Linked DNA regions of Ovis aries: region 2 is linked to region 1. The links are chromatin contacts, called in public Hi-C maps. All regions are on one chromosome and are shown on one strand. Each heading gives the region's core, a stretch centred on a gene start, on an enhancer-like site or on the middle of the called end of the contact. The rest is flanking DNA. Distances are from core to core; before and after follow the strand shown. Region 1 overlaps ADARB1 (adenosine deaminase RNA specific B1). Region 2 overlaps COL18A1 (collagen type XVIII alpha 1 chain).

Evidence for each region. A called contact is a pair of places that touch in the nucleus more often than the background predicts.
Region 2: a Hi-C map of liver shows a contact between it and region 1, with 11 times the contacts expected there. The contact joins two enhancer-like sites. A contact is called at or near these places in 9 of 16 Hi-C or Micro-C datasets (blood, hypothalamus, liver and 3 more).

Annotation. Positions count from the first base shown.
Region 1 is chr1:265,701,803-265,708,229 of ARS-UI_Ramb_v3.0, forward strand. All of the region lies in intron 4 of ADARB1 (adenosine deaminase RNA specific B1), which reads left to right. Among named protein-coding and RNA genes, the nearest start is that of ADARB1, 51 kb to the left of the region's middle. Within about 2 kb of position 4,614, at least 2 of the 54 cell types and tissues checked have an H3K27ac peak or open chromatin away from gene starts, as enhancers often do. A contact at or near this core is called in liver, where this site is marked.
Region 2 is chr1:265,956,246-265,963,008 of ARS-UI_Ramb_v3.0, forward strand. All of the region lies in intron 3 of COL18A1 (collagen type XVIII alpha 1 chain), which reads left to right. Among named protein-coding and RNA genes, the nearest start is that of COL18A1, 30 kb to the left of the region's middle. Within about 2 kb of position 3,701, at least 2 of the 54 cell types and tissues checked have an H3K27ac peak or open chromatin away from gene starts, as enhancers often do. A contact at or near this core is called in liver, where this site is marked.

The DNA.
Region 1 (6,427 bases), core at 3,364-5,863:
TAGAAACTTGACTTTTCCCCTTACTGTGATTTATTGGCTAACAGAATCTGTTTAACACAGATGACACTTCAGTTTACAAACACTTCTGAAGGTCGGTGAACTAAAGAAAAGTTTGGCTGAGAATGAAGAGTGTCTCAGTGTGCTTCTGGCATGAGTCACTGCTGCCGAGAAGGTGTCCTTGTGTGGCCTGCCTGACTCATCAGCATCAGCTCAACAAGGGGCGTCCAGGCAGAGGCGTCCCTGTTTGTGAGGTCACAGGTCTTGGGCAGCCAGGGGCAGAGACTGGCCCTTTGGGACCCCGGTGCTGCCCAGGGAGCCGAGGTCCGCCCTGCTCAGATCTGCCAGTGTTTGCTCTTCTGCTTGGGAACAAGGAAGCCGAGCAGGAAACGGATCTTGCCGGGGACCGTACTCTTCTGCATGTGAACCTTGGTGGTCCAGTCATCACTCATTGGGAAGCTTGTGTCCTGCCTCGTGGGGCAGTGAGGGCCTGCTTCCCAAGGCCACGTGGAGGAGACGCACTCAGGGTCCAACGAGCCCAGATTGTGGGCGTGGCCGGTGTGGTGGGCGTGGCCGGCGTCTTGGGCATGGTTGGAGCAGTGGTTGTGGTTGGTGCAGTTGGCGTGGCTAGCGTCAGGCAAGCCTCACTTCCCCAGCCGCCACAGGCCACCCGCCGGCTCAGTGCGGAGCATGAACCCAGTTTTGTCCTTGGAAGCATCGGTGGTCAGGATGCCCGTGGACTAACTTCTTGTCACTGTGAAACAAACCGCAGCAAATGTCCTCCAGCCGTCTCAGGGTCAGGGCCGGATTCCTTGCTCCCGCTCTCACCTGGTCCAGAGTTTAGAGGCCCAGGGGCCCTACCCAGCCCACCGAGTTACTTGTGGTTGCAGGATGCAGGCCTTTGGCCCCAACCCCTGGACACGGGAAGGGGAGGGAGCCTCTTCTGCTGCCTCCCATATGGATTTCTTTCCTCCACCCTAATTGGGTGAGCCCACCTAGGGAAGTCCGCTTTACACTAACTCAGCCGGCTGATTCGGGACCTTTATCATATCTGCACATCCCTTCCCCATGCCTCCTGTGGCAGTAGGCCCATCATGTCTGCAGCTCTGCCACCATCATGGGGGAGGGAGAAGCAAGGTGTGGAATGAAGTGTGCTGCCAACACCCATTGATTGGGGAACTTACTGCGCCTGTGCCTGGTTGAGGTGTGTATCTGCCATCGGTGTGTATCTGCCATCGGTGTGTGCCTCATAGGATGTGTATCTGATCGGTGTGTACCAGACGGGCAGAGGCCTGCGTGGTCTCTAGAGCACACAATGCATACGGGCCCCTACAAGCCAGTATGGACAAGACAGTGGACACAAAAAGGGCAGGAAAGCTTGCACAGGTTTGGCGCCAGATATGAAACAGGGGTGGCCAGTGAACATATGAAGCAGTGCCCACGGGCAGCGAAACCCAGCATGTCTGGAGGTTGGGCCAGCACCAGCCTGAGAGCCGCCTGGGGATCCTCCCAGAACCATCCCCAAGGTGGGCACCTGGGCCCCAGGTGGGCCTGGCGTTCTTCTTCTGGGGCCTGTCCCAAGATATGTGCAGCCTAGAGACTGAGACCCTGGCAGCAGCCCTTGACTGAGTCTGCATACGTGGACTTGAAGCCAGAGTGGAGAGGCTGGTTCCTGGGGAACCCTCTCTTGCTCACCCCCTCCCTGTTCCTGCTGCCTGGCACTCCCGGTGCCCAAGGAAGCCCTGAGGGTGTCACCGCGGCTGTGGTCTCGGCACTCGGTGCAGGATAGACAGTTAGAGGCGCTGTGAGCGTACTCACGGGGAGACCTTACGGGCTCATCAGCAGAGCCAGGAGGCCATTCTGGAACTAATGGCCTGCTTCTGCACCTCACTGCCCATCAGACAGGCTGGGAAGGATGGGGGCCTGCTAGGTGGTCAGGTGCATGGAGGGAGCTACAGATGGACTTCTGAGGGGCCTGGGGGTGGAGTGAGGCTGGGGTGAGTGGACCAGGGCCTGGAGCTGAGGGGAGGGAAGAACTCCATCTTCTCCGCATACCTGGAGCTCACCTGCTGGGAGGACTCTGCCCAGGCTGTCGCCCCCGACCACGGTCCAGCTCCGGCCTCCTCCCCACCCCTCATGGTGGGTGATGGTGCGGACCAGGCACTGGGTTCATGCTCTCCTGGCTGATCTTGCATAACTGGGGGTGCCCCCTTCAACGTCCTGGGCCCCGAACGCTCCTTCTTTCTCAGCTCCAAGGCCTCAGGTAGGGGCTCAGATGGCAGGGAATGTCCCAGTGAAGCTTCTTAGCACCTGCAGCAGTGTTCAGGGAAGATCTCTGTTGCACTCTGGACCCCGTCTGTCATTTATCCAGCAGATATGTGCCTTACACCTGTGGGCAGGCACTAACTGAGGCCCTTGGGACCAGGGTGGCCTCCTGATGCTGCTGGAAGCAGAGGGCAGTCATGGTTGCCACCAGGCAGCGCTGGCTGTGAGGGGGACCTGCAGGCCAGGGGTGGGACCTCTCCCAGGGGGCAGCCTCCCAGCAAGGACCCAGGAGGGGCCCCCATGTGCCTTCTCTGCATATCCCTGGCTGAGGGTGGCTGCAGGCAAAATAGTGCACAGTTAACCTCATGAGTGGGCTTCCCTGGGGGCTCAGACAGTAAAGAATCTGCCTGCAACGCGGGAGACCTGGGTTTGATCCCTGGGTTGGGAAGATTCCCCTGGAGGATGGCATGGCAACCCAGTCCAGTTTTCTTGCCTGGAGAATCCCGTGGACAGAGGAGTCTGGCGGGCTACAGTCCATGGGGTTGCCAAGAGTCAGACACAACTGAGCCCCAAGCCCAGTGCAACCTCAGAAGTACGACTCGGCAAATAAAAATGCAGTTGCCTTTGCGGTGTCCTGTGCCGTTGCATCTGTTGTTCTTGGAGATTAACTGGTGATTTTCTTCTAGCTGTTTTGAGCTCTAGTCAATACTAGACTCAATACTAGATAATAGAATCAGACACTTAAGACTGACGTGTAAAAGAAAAATGAAGAGGTTCATTTATCTTGTTTAGTCGCTAAGTTGTGTCCAAGTCTTTGTGACCTCATGGACTACAGCTCACCAGTTTCCTCTGTCCTCCAGTATCTCCTGGAGTTTAATCAGATTCATGTCCATTGAGTCAGTGATGCCAGCCAACCGTCCCAGCCTCTGTGGCTTGATCATTGTAGATGCAGGAAAATCTGGTGTTCTTCCCTGTGTCCTCATGGAGGGATTTTTAGAAATACTATCATCGCCCTCCTGTGGACGGGTTTGTTACGTAGTTACCACTCTAAAATTTGAAAGGCTGAACCTATGAGACCCCCTGCCCCTCCTGTGCACATGGAGAATTCTAGAAGATTGATGTTTCCTGATCATCTTATTAATGCACGCTTGGCTGTGCCCAGGATGCTGTGGACCGCTGCTGGGTTTGTGGTCCACCTTTTGGACATGAACTGGGACATTCCATGTGGTCTCTCGTCACTCCCTGGAGTTTGTCAGGTGGCAACTGGCAGCATTGCCAAGAGCTCCATGGGCCCCATTCTGGAAGAACCAAGCCCAGAGCTGCTTAGTGGACAGGGTGGGTCTCTTGGTTCCTGGTGGCACTCAGGCCTGTGCAGTGCTGTATAGGCAGGCCCTGGAGGATGGACGTGGCTGGGGGTGGGCAGGAAGCAAGTGATGACGGGGTGTCTGCTGCTGCTGTGACGAGAGTGGGGGCAGAGGCGGGCGACCTCTCCAGGCAGGGGCTGCAGGCTTCATGGAGGTGGGGAGTCCTGAACATTGTATATTTTCTAAGCAGATGGTACAGGGAGGTGGGCATGGAGCAGGGGATTGGGGACAGGAGAGGATCCCAGCAGCCTGGTGGGCCCAAGCGGGCTGCAGCTGTCGGGGTGGGGGCATGGAGGGCACTTTAACTAGCCTTATCATTGGGTCGTGCCTTTTTTGTTCAGTGTTAGCCTCTTCTTCCTGCATTCTTGCATCGTCTGGGGTGGTGGAGCGGGCTGTGAGAAGTGGCTACAGCCCGAGTTTGGACCTTGGCCTCCCTGACACAGCTCTGAGCTTGCGGCTGTTTGCCGGCTTCCCAGCCCGGTCTCCTCGCGAGATATGTCACCACCAGCAGCAAGAGCTGGTGGCACTGTCCTCTGCTGTCCTGATGAGGGAGACCGGGCTTTCCAGTCTTTTCCAACTGATTCATTCTGTGTTTGGAATCCAGTCATTCCTTCTTCTTGAAATCTACATACCTTTTGTTTCAAATTGAACAATGACTTTCTCATATAATTTGTGGGTTTTTTTTCTGGGATTTTTTAAAAAGCTGACTTTATTGAGATATAGTTGACATGCAATAAAAATCACTTTTCTGTGAGCAGTTAATTGTGTGCCGACAGTGTGCACGTAGCACAGCACCGCCGCGTCTCCTTCCTCCCAGAGGCGCCCTCTGGCCCGCTCAGATGTCCCCATCCACCCTCATCGCAGAGTGGCCTTGTCTGTTGGTGGTGTTCTGTGTCATCGCCTGCGACGGACAGAGCGCCAGGACGGAGCAGTGGAGAGGGCCGACCACACTGTCCAGCGTGCCCAGAGCCCCAGGTGGACGCCTTCAGACAGTAGGCGGCGCTGTAGGGTTGTGCTGCGATAACGAGAAAAGCCTGTTTCACAGCCTGAACCCAGATACCAACTTCCTGTGGAAAAGTGCAGGAAAGTTTCAGTTCACTGGCTTTGGTTTAACCGTTTTAAAGGAGCCAGGAGACAATGGCATGGAATACTTATGGCTAGTTTAGTTTACTGAATGACCTGATTTATAAATTTTATCAAATAATTTATGTTTAACTATACTAATAAATCAGAGAAGGCAATGGCAACCCACTCCAGTACTCTTGCCTGGAAAATCCCATGGACGGAGGGGCCTGGAAGGCTGCAGTCCATGGGGTCGCTAGGAGTCGGACATGACTGAGCGACTTCACTTTCACTTTTCACTTTCATGCATTGGAGAAGGAAATGGCAACCCACTCCAGTGTTCTTGCCTGGAGAATCCCAGGGACGGGGGAGCCTGGTGGGCTGCCATCTATGGGGTCTCACAGAGTTGGACACTACTGAAGCAACTTAGCAGCAGCATGCTAATGAATTGAGTCTGTGTTACAGACTTGGAAAGCACAGTTGCATGATTTGTTCTCATCTTTTAAAAAAGTATTGCTTTGCTTATTTATGTGTAACATAATTCTTTAGTTCTACTGTTTTAGCTTAATATTTCACATAGGCAATAATTAAGAAAAAATGCAAAAGAAAAAAAAATCCCAGTCTGTACTCTCAAGTTCTAAATGTGTGGTAACAGATTGCTGATTTTAATAAGACTAACCAAAATTTGTATGTGTGTGTTTGATCTTTAGTGAAGAGTTGTCACTTCCTAAAGTGAAGAAATAATGTGACTGCTTAAGGTTTAAAATTCCTCTTCCATAAACCTGCGTCTTGCAGCCCTACGGCTGTGTTGAAGCCACGCCCACTCTGTTGTCCTGTTCCCACCCTCTCTTGCTCTGCTGAGGCTGACCTTGCAGCAGTGGGCACCAGGGGGAGGGGGAGGGGGGTCGGGGCTGGCCAGGCGGTAGCCGGGGTCCATGGTGTAATCCAGGGCCTCCAAGTCATGGCTCAGATTCTGCCTATGAGATCCCAGGGTGCTAGACTTTGGGGATGAAGGCACATTCCAGCCAGAAGAGATCCCTGTGGGCCAGAGTGAGTAAGGGACCTGTTCCCACACCTCCCTGTGAACGTCCGTCCAAGATGACACTCACGTCTCCTGAGGGCCTCCTGGCAATTTGGGGATACAGATCTGCAGGTAGGGTGAGGCCTGCGGGCTGCCCCACCCTGGAGCTCAGGGTCTCCTAGGCTCCCACCTTTGTAGGTGATCAGCTTGAGGGACCTGAGATGGGTCACCCCCTCTTAGACTGGCTGACACCCTGTCGCTGCCCTCCAGCCCAGCTGCATTGCCTCAGTAACCAGACTGCTTTGGTCTCGACTCCACTGGCGCTCTCTAGTCGCGGATTTCAGTGACAAAGATGTGGGTTTTCGTTGTTGCCTTTTATTGCCGTCTCCTTGCACATGGCATCCATTTGGTGGCAGATTCGGCTCGTCACACCCTGAGATGTTTCCCCTCTTGCAGCCCGTGTGCCTGTTCCTCAGGCTCATGAATTGCATGCCTCAGGTGCCACCTGCGGTCCAGCTTTCACGCCTCTGATATCTTTTCAAGTGGTTTCTTCCCCTTCAGTCTTGCTGAAGTTTTTAGTCAAATCTGGTCACTTTTGTCCTCTGGTACCTTCATTGTGACAGACTTTCTTTTCTTGGGCTCCAGAATCACTGCAGATGGTGACTGCAGCTGTGAAATTAAAGGATACTTGCTCCTTGGAAGAAGAGCTGTGACCAAC
Region 2 (6,763 bases), core at 2,451-4,950, 250 kb after region 1:
TTGGCCGCACCGACTGCCCATCCTGCCCTTTTGGCCGACCCCTCCTTTCTCTGCTCCAACCCTCCACAGCCCCGCCAGCCGCAGCCCAGGGCTCTGCTCTCCTGTGGGGCTGCTTTGGAGGCAGCTCTTCCCCAGGAAGGGGAGGAAGGCTGTGGCCTTCAGCCTGACCGAGGCCCCTGCACTCGGCCCTGCATGGCCCTGCCAGCTCCTCCGTGGTCGTTCTCTGGAAGTGGCGGTTTGCTTGCTGGCCGGCGGGGCATGTCTGTCCATGCAGCCAGAAGAAGGTGGCTCAGATGCCCCGCTCGTGGTGGCCCAGGGCTCCTGGGCGGCTTGGGGACAGGGCACCAAGCACAGAAAGCGACAGTCCCCGTGTGGAGCACCACTGGGACATTTTCACTCTGTGTTACAAAGTGTTGGCCACGACTGGTCGGGGAAAGCGGGTCGTGGCTGGTGGTTTGAGAAGCAATGATCTGAAGGTCCTGGAGTGAAACCGCAAACATCAGGCTGTCATTCAGGACACGTTGGTGGTCTCACAGTCAGGGGGCTGAAAAGGCCCCTCAGCCAAGAGCGAGAGATGGAGGGGCGAACCAGAGATGGATGGGCGAACCAGAGATGGGTGGACAAACCAGAGAGGTGTTTGCAGAGCTGGGTCGGGAGGATGCCAGCGCCCCATAACAAAAGGCGCTTGCACCCCCAAACATGAACGTGCTGGGCCGGATGGAGGAAGGGGCCCCTAAACGTGAAGATGCAGTGCCAGGGCCACAGGTGTGGGCCCCTCAGGAGATGCAGAGTGGAGGGAGGTCCAGGGGCCCCTGTGACCAGTGACCACAGGGTGCCTGCCATAGAGTAACACAGAGGTATTTTCTCTGCGTCGTGGAAGTCAGAAGTCTGACATGGTTCTCTCTGGACTGGTGTGGGCAGGGCTGGTCCTTCCAGGGGCCCCTGGGAGAATCCTCTTTCCAGCATCTCCTTTGACTCTCTCTCTGGGCCCCAGTTCAGTCCTTCTCGTGACACCGTCTCTCTGGTTTGTGGCTCTTCCCCACGTAAGGGCCCTTGGGAGCACAGTGGGCCTGTCCGGATAAGCCAGGGTCGTCTCTTTTTTAAAGTCAGCTGACCAGCAGCCTGCATCCGAGTTCCCTACCATGTTACAGGTTTGGGGAGCGGCATGTGTGTGTCTGGTGGGGGTGGGGGTGTGCAACTCTGCCTGCCCCTCCCTCTGGCCTCACATGTCCTCCCACGTGAAGATACTTCACCTCCTGCCTACACCCCACGCAGGGCCGGCAGTGGATCCCGACTTGACCCTCACCGTTACCTAAATTCTGGGGGCTTGTCTCTGAGCCTGTGACCTCATTTTGGGGACGTGCTTCCTGGCAGGCATAAGTTTAGCAGCGTGAGAGCAGCCACAGGGACCCAGTTCTCTGGGCGGGCTGGTGTGCCGGCCGGCCTGGGGAACCCCAACGTTCAGTCACTGAGCGTCGGTCGAGGGGTGATAAGTTAGGGCTGTGGATGGGAGTGGATGCTTTCTGGACCTGTGTCCATCACAACACATGCAACACATTTATTCTTTATAATGATCCCCCAAGGTGAACTTTCTGGGTCCACCACTACTGTCTCCCATCCTTGGGTCCGTGGCTCCCTCTGGCGGCTGGTGCCCCACATGACAGCCCTGTGCTCACAGACCCAGATGTCTTCTATGCACAAGCCTATTTACAGGGCAGGGTGATCTTCCAGCAGTTACTGCCACTTGGGACAGTTCTGGGCTTGTGGGGGAAGCATGGCTCAGGGCTTGGGGGGCAACTCATCTGCACAGAGCCTGTGCAGGGGTGGTTTGAGGGGCGGTCGGTAGGAATGAGTCTGAGAAGGGATTTATGGCTCCAGCTGTGAATTTAGCCAGAAGGAAAAGTTGGAGCCAGGTGGACGAGGTGTCTGGACACCTGCCTTGAGAGCTATGGCCCGACCTGGTCCTTCACTCGCCTGTGTCCCCCCGGCCCTGAAAGGGCAGGAAGCAGGACCCAAACCAGCTGTTTCGTGACTGTTCTAGCATCAACTTAAGTTCTGGCTTGCTGGACTCTGGGGCACTTGACTGCACTCTCCCAGCAGATGCTGTGGGGTCAGGGGCTGTGACATCCCCTTCTGACCTCAGCCTGTGGAGCGGAACTCCAAGTTGGTGGCCTGTGCAAGGCACTGGGTGGGGTCCCCGCTCTGGACTAGGGCTGACCTCTCTCTCCGGGTCCTGTCTGCGTGGAGCCCTCCCTGGCAGGACCTGGAGCCTGATGGGCTCACACACTCTCTGCTTCCCAACCCCATCATCCTGACCCCGGGCTGGCCGACGTCCCCATAGGTGAGGTCGTTCCTGTGACGTGGGTGGGTGATGACTGGAGGCTGCCTCCTGGGAGGGGTGACTATAGCACCTTGAGCTTGGTCAGGTGCTGGGCAGCCTGCATGGACAGCTGTGACCAGATTTGTCCTTGTCCCCTCCTGGCCAAGGGTTAACTAGGTGAAGGTGGGGGCAGGTGGTGCCGACCCCCAGCCTTCCCTCTGCCCTGTGGGTTTCAGCTTTGTGTGGATGGTCGGGACCCAGTGGGCCTGGCCAGGGGCTGCCTCTACCACAGACGCGAGCCCAGCCCCGGGGGCGGGCGGGCAGGTCACAGGCTGCAGCCCTGGCCGCAGGGAAAGCCCTGATTCTGGGTGGGCTTGCTGCCGGCCCCTGCCCTCCCTCACTGCTCCCACCTGTCCTTGGTGACCCTGGGGGTCTCATGGGGCAGCCTTTGAAAATGACCACATACTGTGGGGCCTAAAACAACCAAAATCTCTTCTCTCTGAGCCGGAAGTCTGAGGGCAGGGGTGGCGCTGCCTCTGGGGTTCGGGAGGGCCCTCCTGGCTTATCCAGCTCCCAGGACTCCGGGCGTCCTGGCTGGTGGTCGTCTCTCTCACTCCCGTCCATCTCCACGGGCTGCTCCCTGTGCCGTGTCTCTTGTTGAGGACCCTCCTTGTTGATCTGGGACCCAGTTTGTCTTGAGATCCTTAATTTCACATGCATAACCTCTTCCTAATAAGGTCATGTTCACGGCACACCCTCCAGTGGCAGACAGCTGCTCCGCCACCCCCCACCTCCTGCACTCTGCTTCTCTTCCTCCCCGAGGGCTTGGCTCTGAGAAAGGGGCGAGGGGCTTGCCATCCAGGAGGTGCCTGTGGACATGAAGTTACAAGGGCGGCTGTAGGCACTGGGGTAGGGGGCTCCGGCCTTGACCGGCCGGGCTGCACGTCCCAGAGCGCGGCCTGACCCTGACCGGAGCGGTCACAGATAGGGGCTGACCGAGCTGGCGGCTGCTCCCTGGCGCATCCCCCCGCCGTGGGAACCTGGCCACGAGAGCCTGCCCTCCAGTCGGCCGTGAAAAATCCAGTTAATGAGCAACCGTCAGGCCCTTAAAAACTAATCAGGCAGCTTGCCGCTTTAAGGTCCCTGCTGGTCCTCTGCGTTCTCTCTGCCCCTCACCCCCGCTGTGGCCCCCACCCATGGGAGCCCAGCTCTCAGTTCCAAGGCCTCCTGTCCCCCAGCATGTTCTCATGGGTTCTAGAAGGTCATGGCAAGGAGCTGAGGCTGCCCTGTGCCTGTTGGGGTGGGATGGCGACAAGTCCTTGCTCAGAACTCCCTGCTGTCCCTGTCGCCGAAGGATGGTGCAGCAATGTGACCTTCGGTGGAAATACTAGTCAAATATTAACTTCCTGGGTCAAGGGCCTTTATTTGAAACACTAGACCCCTGGTGCCCTGTCGTGGGTGTCATGGACGTGACCCTGGAACCGCAGACACTGAAGGCATCCACAACTGCCAAAGGACCCAGGTCTCGTGGTGACACTGGCTTGGTTGACCTTAAGACTCCAGGAAAGGGGACCATCCTCCCCACTGGCGCAGGACCTGCTTGTCCCACCCGGGTGGCCGAGCAGCTATCTGATCCTTCCACAGGGGAGGCCAGGTCACTGCACAGGACTTGGTGTCCGAGTGTGGGGGACGCTGCTGGGTTCTCCATCCCCGCCAGGTGCCCTCCCTCTGCCCCACATCCTGTCTGGGCACTCACCCCGTGCACCCCTTGCTGTCCAGTTGGTTCGTGTCCTCTCTGTGGTTGATTCTTCCTGCCCGAGGCTGACACGTCTCCAGCGCCCAGAGCAGGTTGGGCCCATAGGAGGAGCTCAAGGAGTGTTTGTTGAATGAAGGACAATGTCCTCTGAGGTGGAGCACAGGGGCACAGGGACATGGGTACACATTGGGCCCTGAGCCGGAGAGTCCTTGTCCCCTGTCCCCTCTGGGGTCGGCCCACCCCCTTCCCAGGGCTCCTGACGAGATGCAGGATGGCTGTGATGTTGGTCGACGTGCCTTGTGCAGAACGAAGCACAGGCGTGAATTTCAGCCTTGAGCTGGCGGAACTAAGAACTGGCAGCTCTGTGGACCTGCCAGGCACCCAGGCCCAGAGAGGCCCCCCCCCAGGCACAGATGGAACTCATTAAAAGTAGGAACCTGGGTTTTGTGAAAGAGGCTTGTGGTAAGCTTGAAAAACATCATTAGTAGCAAAGACAACCATTGACTGTTTTTTTTTTTTTAAGATTAAATACTCTCTTAAAAATGAGTAAAAGTGCACAGGAATTTATAAAGGAGAGAAATATTTTCATTGACTGTATTCAAAACATCAATCTCAGGAACCATCAAATAAATGCAAATTAAATAGTGTCAGGGTTGTGTGGTTTGACAACTGTGACAGGCTCCCTTCACTCTTTTTTTAAACAGCTCTGCTGAGCCATAATTCACATGTCATAAATTCACTGACTTAAAGGGTATGATTCAGAAGGTTTTAGTTCAAAGATGTTCGTAACTTCAGAACATTTCTATCTTTTCAAAAACAAGCCTTGATTTTGCCACTTAAAACATCATGGATAGACTTGGAGGGCATTATGCCGAGTGAAATACGTCAGACAGAAAAAGACTTATACCACTAAAATACCATTGTATCGTGCGATTACCACATATAGTGAAAGTGTTGGTCGTGTCCGACTGTTTGTGACCCCCTGGACTGTAGCCCGCCAGGCTCCTCTGTCCATAAGATTCTCCAGGCAAGAATACTGGAGTGTCTTGCCATGCCCTTCTCCAGGAGATCTTCCCAGCCCAGGGACTGAACCCTGGTGTCCTGCGTAACAGGCATATGCTTTACCGTCTGAGCCGCGAGGGAAGCATAGCACATATATGTGGAATCTAAAAGATGCAGCCAATGAAAATGACGGAAAAGCAGCAGGATCACAGATTCAGAGAACAAGCCAGTGGTCACCAGTGGGGAGAGGGAAGATTCAGGGAACAAGCCAGTGGCCACCAGTGGGGAGAGGGAAAGGGCCAGATAGGGGCTGGGGTTAAGTTACGCGCTATTAGGTATAAAATAAGCAACATGGGGTTTATAATAACCACGAATGAAGCCTAACCTTTCAGAGTTGTGAATCACTATATTGTACGCCTGGAACTTACAGAATATCGCACATCAACTATATTTCAGTAAAAAAAAAAAAAAGAAACCTTTTAGCTGTCACCCCAGCCCTAACCAACCACTAATCTACTGGTTTACCTTCTATGTGGTTGTTTAGTCTCTAAATCGTGTCCGACTCTTTGCAACCCCATGGACTGCAGCACACCAGGCTTGCCTGTCCTTCACCATCTCCCGGAGTTTGCTCAAACTCAGGTCCATCGAGTCAGGGATGCCATCCAACCATCTCATCCTCTGTCATCCCCTTCTTCTGCCCTCAATCTTTCTCAGCATCAGGGTCTATAGATTTCCCTACTCTATTTCATGTAAGTGGAGTCTTTATGTGACCTTTGTGTGTGGCTTTTCACTGGATGTCATGTGTTCAAGCATCATCTGTGTTGCGGTGTGTGTCAGGCCCTCCTTCTTTTCATGACTGAACCACACTCCGCTGTGTGGATGGACCGCCAGTGTGACCATCGGCAGTTGGGGACACTTCATTGTTCCTCCTTTTGACTGAAGTGAATGTACTAAGTCCTGTCCGACTCTGTGTGACCCCATGGACTGAAGCCACCAGGCTCCTCTGTCCATGGGATTGTAAGGGTAAGAATACTGGAGTGGGCTGCCGTTTCCTCCTCCAGGGCATCTTCCAACCCAGGGATTGAACCCATGTCTCCTGGATTGCAGGTAGATTCTCTTACCACTAGGGTTACCTGGAAACTGAACATAAATGATGTCAATTAAGGGAAATTGGTGGTGGTGTCGCCTGCTGGGTGCTTAGGGAAGCTGAGAACTGCTTCCAGCTGGTAGGCAACCTGCTAGAGGGGTTTGAAGGCTTGGCAGGGTAACTCCCACGTGTGGCCGCAGGGGTGGGATGTGCCTGGAAAGCAGGTCTGACCCCCCTCTGCTGAGCCAGATGCATTTCCAGAGACAGGCAGTGGAGAGAGTGCTCCAGGTGGACACAGGAGGTGAGCTCTGCTCTCCCTGTGAACTTCTCTTGTGGGAACGTTGCAAACCTGCAGAAAAATCAGAAGGACTGTGCGGAGTCTGCTCACGTGCGCCCTTCACCATGGTTCCCCTTCTTCCCCAGGCCTGTCCATGTGTCTTGCAGGGCCACACACACCACTCACACGCGTCCACGTGTGTGTCCACACTCACACCCCCGTGCAGGTGCACACGCTCATTTCGTTGCTGTGAGCGCCACATCCCAACCTGTTGCCTGGCCTTCCCGAGTGTGTCTCCTGCAGCGGGGGCATCACACCTGT